2 separate regions of the Mus musculus genome follow, and region 2 is linked to region 1. A link is a contact called in public HiCAR-type data. All regions are on one chromosome and are shown on one strand. The core of a region is the stretch at or near the end of the contact, and the rest is flanking DNA. Distances in the headings are between cores, read along the strand shown. Region 1 overlaps Fars2 (phenylalanine-tRNA synthetase 2 (mitochondrial)). Region 2 overlaps Fars2 (phenylalanine-tRNA synthetase 2 (mitochondrial)).

Region 1 (3,422 bases), core at 585-3,084:
CCAGAACCTGGGAGAAGGTGGCCCTAGAAGAACTGCAAAGGGTAAGAGGGATTGCTTCCATCTCAAGGCTCTTTGTCAGATACCCTGTTGTTTGAGCAGAAAGCATTTTCTTGGTATTGCCTGCTTTATGTTCTTCATGAGATTAGCAACCTATAGGTTATCTTGTTGTACTACTTACTGTCACTCTTACTGGAATCTAAGTTTTATTTGGGCTAGATCTCGTCTGTCTTGTTGACTATCCAATCGATAAGTCCTAGTCAATATGAAGATATCAATGACTGACTAATAAAAATTTAATTGATGTATGTATGTCTAAATAAATGAATGAAGAGAATTGGGGAGGTGAATAGAATCTTTTATAAAATGCCATGCAGGTCCACCGCAGATGGATGGTGAAGAGCAGCTGCAGGTGCAGAGAAGTTATGACGAAGCAGTGAGAACATACTCACTGGAGTTGGCAGATGCATGAGTGAAAGGCTGAGCAAAAGGGATGTCCTCAGCCAGAGCAGGGACTGTCACCAAGAGTGTTAGAGAGGAATGGGGGATGCAGGAAGAAGAGCATCTGCTTCCTGAAGAAGAAAGTACAATTTCAAAATGTAGAATATTAAGTGTCACTTAGTATTATCAGTGTAGAGAGCTAGATCTTTGCATTAAATCTTTAGGGTTTGCTGAAAATATAGGAGTGAAGACACCAGGAAAAAAAAAAAAGCCCTTCATTATAATTAGGGCTGGCAACCAGTGTTCTGATGCTTATGTCTGACGATATTGCATATGAACCATGTCCAGGACAGTTCGTATATCTAAACCTTGATAGTATATGCCTTCCCAATACTTAGTATATGATTTCATAATTAAAATAAGCAATTGAGGTTGAGGCAGGTGGCACAGATCTGTAATCCTAACTACTTGGAGAATGGAGGCAGGAGAATTGTAAACCTAGTGTCTGCCTGGACTACAGGGTTGTTCAAGTTATGTTGTGCAATTTAGTACAACCTGTGCAAAATAAAGCAGTAGGTGACCTGGGGACATAGCTCAGTGGCAGAGAGCTTATATACCATCCAGAAGGCCCAGTGTTCAATCTACAGTACTAGAAACAAGTGAAACATAGAGGCCTCTCTGGACTTGGTTTTCACAAGGACTGCCATTCCTGAGAATATGTCCCAGGAACCAGTTTTTGAGCTTCTGACTTGACCAGATTCAGACACCCACTATACCAGCACCCATTTCATTCCCTTCCTGGTACTCCTCACTTGACTGAAACGTGACTTACTTGCATGATCAATGAAAATATATCACTTGTCTTGTTGTAGCATCTTCAAGACATAAAGTAAAGTGATTAGGAATATGGGCTCCTAAGTCAGCATGCCAGAGTTTCAACTCTTTCAGGAGGGTGACCTTGATAATATTAATTAACCTAAGTTTCCATTTACTAAATATTGCAATTAATTTTTATTGTATTTAATTTTAGTTGGTATTTTTAAGGTTTAAATGAATAAGTTAATTCAAATACTTAGACTGTGATTAACACATGAAAAGTTCCATATCGATGGTGACCTGGCACAGGAGAGCTTTCAGACATTGGACCCCAAAGACTGTGTGTACAACAGGGCATTCTGATAATTTCATCACCTACTCCTGTGGTCGGACATTGCTTAGCCTGTCTAGGTAGACTTCTAGAGTGTTAGGCTCAGAAAGAACTTTCTAGATGAATATAACATTTTACTGGGACTTTTATGGACTTTTGTTTCACTGATAAAAGCCTGACAGCTCAGTTGGAGAATGAGCAATGACATTTCCCTTCCTGTGTAGGGTGGTTAGACACAAAGGTTATGAGTCCTTAAGAACTGGGGCTGGGTAAGTGGTTTAGAAGTAGACCACTCACATAGAGTGCACAAGCTGCTCGGTTCATGCCTGAGTACTGCCCCTGTTCCTTCTAAGAGAGAACACTAAATCTTTAAGTAGTGGCAAACGCAGGAGTCAAATCCGAGTGCTCTGTCTCCTAGCCCCTAGTTGGAGGTGGCTATCTTATACGCCTTGCTTGTGCTCTCAGTGCTCTGCCCAGACCCAGGTGAGAAACCAATGCTTGCACCGCCATGCTGCTCTCAGGCTGACTGAGCAGCTCATCTTGCAACCAGCCCTCTGCCATGAAAATGGTTCTGCTTGGAGGTAACATAGCGCATGCAGGGAGCTTGTACTACTTACCTCACTGTTGATGTCATTGTGAGCCGTCTTAGTATGAGTAGTGTGAGGGACCAAGCACCAGCTTGTTCATTTCTGTTTGAAGACTGTGGTGTGCCTTCCTGGAATTACCCCCTTTCCCCTCTGAGCCCAGTTGAGGGTGCTAAGGTCTATGGGTAAGACAGGAGTCCATATATACTTTAAGGCAAACGTATTAGAGGATTCCTATGTTTTTTTTAAACTGTAAAAACCTTCAAGTCATAGCTTTTAGCATCCATTGGTACTGTTTGAAATTACTAAAGCACTTGTATGAAATTTCATACAGTAGAATTATATCTTTGGTGAACCTCTTTTAGTTTGCCTCCTGGCTAGGATGCATCATCATGCACAGCCCTGAGTCAGGTGAAAGGCATGGACATTTGGATTGATTTTTCTTCTGGATGCAAGTCTTTCCTTTATTCCATTGTTTGAGGACCCTCACTGGGCCTAGACCTACATAGCATGTTGTCTGGACTGTGCTAGGTTTGCCTTCCCCTTTCTTGCTGTCATAGTTATTTATTTTTTTTATTTGTTCTATTAAAAACCTGTTGGACCTTATTCCAAATCCCACCACGAGTGAGGATACGGTATGACCTAGAATATTTGAGGAGTCTGGAGCCAGAAGTGAGTTCCACTTCCTTCTGTGTCCTAATATTAGGCCAGGTGCAGAGGTTTGTTTTTTGTTGTTTTGTTGTTTGTTTTTTTCTTTTTCTCAAGAGTATCTGCAGGGTTTTTTCTCAAGTATATCTGCAGATATTCATCTTTCTTTGGCTTTCAGCAGGATAAAGTAGTTTATAATACATAGTTGTTTATGTTTTAAATTCTATCACTATTTGTCAGTTCTTACTTGTGATGATATATCAATAGATATTATAGCCTCTTATAAAGAATATGCATACAACTCAGTTGCCGACACCCTCCGCATGGACTTAGTTTGGGTAAATATATATATATATATATGCAGGGAGCTTGTACTACTTACCTCACTGTTGATGTCATTGTGAGCCGTCTTAGTATGAGTAGTATATATATGTATGTATGTAAACTTTTTTTGCAGAATAGTTAAAAGAGAATCACTATGGTTTGAACCATAATTTTAGCTACATTCCAACCTGATTTTTTGAGGGTAAATAACAACTCAAAAGAATGTAAGCAAAACTCACACAGCCATAACTGCATGTCTCAGGAGACATCAACTAGCCATG
Region 2 (3,422 bases), core at 255-2,754, 100 kb after region 1:
AGAAGAAAGGAGAAAGGGAGGAATCATGGGGACTGCAGATGCAGGATACTCCTCCGTAAAGATGAGGTAGCCAAAGAAGAGGCTAACATTAATGCATCTCATCAGCATGGCGGAGGAAGGCTTTCTCAGAACTGCCTATGGAACCCGGTAGCTAGCTTGGTAGAGCACAGTTCTGCAGGAATTAGGAAACCTACAGTATGAGTTCAGCTGCTGCCAGTGGCCGCACTGACTGAACTCTGTGCAGAAGACATGGTGCTTTTACTATAGACTGCAGATTGGTAGATATCCCATGATAGCATTCAACAGGAACCTTGCTTTGACTCAGGAGTTTGTGTCTTTACCCTAGGTACCCCATATATGGTCTAATCCTCTGCCTCATCTGAAAAAAGACTCATCCTCATGGCCCGCTTCTCAGTCACAAGGGAAAACAGTTGGTGCTTTGCACATGCACGGCTACTGTGCTTGGGTGTTCAAAAAGGCATTTATTAATCACCTTTTTTGCCTTTGGTATATTCCATTTGCAATGGCTTTATCTGGATGTGACTCTCATCAGAAGCATAGAAACATCTGACTGTATTTCATCTCATTTAATTTTCATAATGATTTGATGAAGGAGTTTACTGCATCAAGAGAGCCAGAGGGAGCCTGAGAGACAAAAGAAACGGCACAACCATGGTGGTATCAGCAGACTTGGGGAGGGCTTCAGGAAGAAGGGCACACTGTGGGCATGCTGTGAGGTATGAATGTGTGGATTCCCCCTCTCTCTCACTCTTACCATGCACCCTTGAGCACAGTGCCTTCCGCTCTTCCCTTTCCCCATCCCCAGAATCTGGATCACACCATCTGCCACAGCGCACGGTGAGGATGGCAAGTGAGAGTTGAATCCTGTGGAGGTAACCAGCATATATGGCAAGTCTGAGAGAAAAGAAATCAGCACATGTGGCCTCAGGGTTGATCCTGCGTGCATGTTACTCATTTTGAATATTTTGAAGAGGGAAATTAGTCACGAGTGTGTCTGGCACGGCACCTCTGAGTGGATGATCTGGCTTACTGGGAGCCTCTGAGAACTTGAGAAAACTCTGAAAAGCCATGTCCTGACCTTTAATGGGTAACATTTATAGACCACCATGACACTTACTCGGGGCCCTTGGAGAAGCAGGTATAGGATTTAGTACAAGTTAGCTGACCACTCTGGAAGCCACAAAATGCCCTTGCTGGTGGTTTTTTTCTGGCCTCTGACAGAATGGCAGGGCTGAGGTAACTAGAGGGACCTTAGGTTTGGTTTCCACTTGGCCTTTTCAATTTACCATTTAGAAAGGACAGGCTCCAGTAATCATTGTCATCTGGCTTACTTGTTTGACTTGTCTAGCTGCCTGACTTGCTTAACCCAGTGCTTCTCAGATACACTTGACCATGACTGGGTCTCTCAAGGTACCCTCTCGACACTCTCGGGAACAGTTTTCATTAGACATCAGCCTGTGAACTCCTACCTTTCCTAGTGAAGAAGCCATGGTACAGAGGGCATTTTGTGTTAGGTCAGGGACCTAGACGTGACCTGAGAGCAATGTACCATGTGGTGAGGGTTCTTTTGAAAAAACTGATTGGCTATTTTTCTCACAGTCAGATTTGACTGTTGATCTGCCGTGTGGGCCAGATTCTTTTGACCATGTTCCAGGGTTTGTCCTCTGAATAAGTTTACCTTAAGGTGACTTCATTTCCTGTATAGAAGGTTTAGTTGTCCCTCAAAATCAGACAAGAAAATATAAATACCAATTGAGCTTCACAGTGATGGCCAAACTGGCCTGTGCCCCTGGGGCGTGAACACATCTGGCACTTAAGGACATGTCGTGCTGAGCGGTTTGTTCTGTTCCCCTTCACTTTGGTCTGTGGGGTCTTGGACAGTGGGAGTGAGGTCTGAGTGGTCAGAGCAAGTAGCACAGGCAAGGCGCATGGCGGCTGAGGAGGTACCAGTGCTTCTGTGGATACAGCCTGGGCTCAGGGGTGGGCGGCCACCACAGAACCCCGAGGGACTTTATCTTACTTTGACCTATGACCCTCTGTGAAATTTGCTGTACATTGTGTTAGAAGTATTTGGACATGGTACCAAAGGCAAAAATAGTTTATATTTGTTCCTAAAGTAAGACAATTGAAGCCCTTGTTTATTAATATAAACTCCAATATTAAAAAGCAGAACTTTATGTAAAGAAATGGTGATTTGAAGGAAAACACAGCTGTATAGACTGCAGTTAAATTTCTGTGACCATTTTATTATACCCCAAGTTTGTGACTAAGTATTAATATTTGTCCTATAATTGTCTCTTCTATGTAATATTTGCTGTTTAGAAAATATGTAATATTTAAATCCCACAGCATTATGTGCAGTGGATGCCAGTGAAAGCTAACGGGTCCCCCAGCCTGTCACCTCCATGTGTCTGTTCTTCCCACCTCACCCCCTTTCATCCTGCGACCTTTTCATCCTGCGACCTTTCATCCTGCGACCTTTCATCCTGCGACCTTCTGCCCTTGCCTAGAGCAGCTAAGGTGTTCGTATTGCTTTAAAGATTTGAGAGCTCAGGTTGAGTTTTTGTCCCAGTTACCTTTCTACCCATTGATTTTTGAGGTGATAGTAGACTATTCTAGAATTCCTAAATTAGTAAATGTTTTTTAAAAGTAACTAATTCAGCTGAACCTACCTTTTCTGGCTATTTCTCTTCAGCTGTGGTAGAGACAAAAACTGCCAACATAGTCAGGAGAGATGTTCACTGTGGCGATGAACCTCTGCATAGAAAAAATGGGGGTCAGGAAGAATGCTCACATACGATGTGGCGGGATCTGACCCCCAAGGCTCCTAGGCCATGTGGCGATAAAGGATAGGTAGGGTGAGGAGGCAAGTCAGATCCAAGGAGGCCCCGAAGGCAAGGGCCTTCTTTATTTGAGCTTTGAAAAAGCTATTGGAAGCTGTGCTTCAACCCTTCAGTTGGTGATTCTTTTGTTCATTTTTCTCCAAGGACTCTATAGTCAGCAGACCACCTCTGAATGTATTCAGGCATGCTTACGTCGCTTTCAGTAGTTAGCACCCATAGAATACTTCCCGGGGTCTGTCAGAATATGGAACTCTGTAGGACCTGGGATGACATTAAATGAGAAGAAAGTAAAATGATAGGAATGAGAAGGTAAACCAGGCCTGACCATTTTGAGGTTGCTGAAACAGAATACCTGAGATTGGTTGCCCTGTAATGAAAACAAACGTATCTGGCTTATGGTTCTGGTGTCTGGTGTCCCAGCAGAATGGTATCATCTGGCCACATCACAATGAGGCAAAGGGCTGTACTTGAAGACGTACGTGCAAGAGTGACCAGATAAGGAAGAAAATTCACCAAGTGGCCTCAGTGTAGAAAAACTCACTCTCTTGGCAAATAATC

The links. HiCAR-type assays count read pairs that join an accessible place to other places.
Region 2: a HiCAR-type map of Th17 cells shows a contact between it and region 1, with 2.2 times the contacts expected there. The contact joins two enhancer-like sites. A contact is called at or near these places in 2 of 15 datasets of contacts at CTCF or cohesin (CD8 T cells and the NIH/3T3 cell line), 5 of 484 Hi-C or Micro-C datasets (CD8 T cells, the N1E-115 cell line, Th1 cells and 2 more), 2 of 115 datasets of contacts at active chromatin or transcription factors (Th17 cells and embryonic stem cells) and 1 of 9 other capture datasets (embryonic stem cells).

What each region holds. Positions count from the first base shown.
Region 1 is chr13:36,286,112-36,289,533 of GRCm38.p6, forward strand. The region is part of intron 4 of Fars2 (phenylalanine-tRNA synthetase 2 (mitochondrial)); the gene reads left to right. Among named protein-coding and RNA genes, the nearest start is that of Gm40912, 80 kb to the left of the region's middle. Within about 2 kb of position 1,835, at least 7 of the 459 cell types and tissues checked have an H3K27ac peak or open chromatin away from gene starts, as enhancers often do. A contact at or near this core is called in Th17 cells, where this site is marked.
Region 2 is chr13:36,391,292-36,394,713 of GRCm38.p6, forward strand. The region is part of intron 5 of Fars2 (phenylalanine-tRNA synthetase 2 (mitochondrial)); the gene reads left to right. Among named protein-coding and RNA genes, the nearest start is that of Gm40912, 190 kb to the left of the region's middle. Within about 2 kb of position 1,505, at least 6 of the 459 cell types and tissues checked have an H3K27ac peak or open chromatin away from gene starts, as enhancers often do. A contact at or near this core is called in Th17 cells, where this site is marked.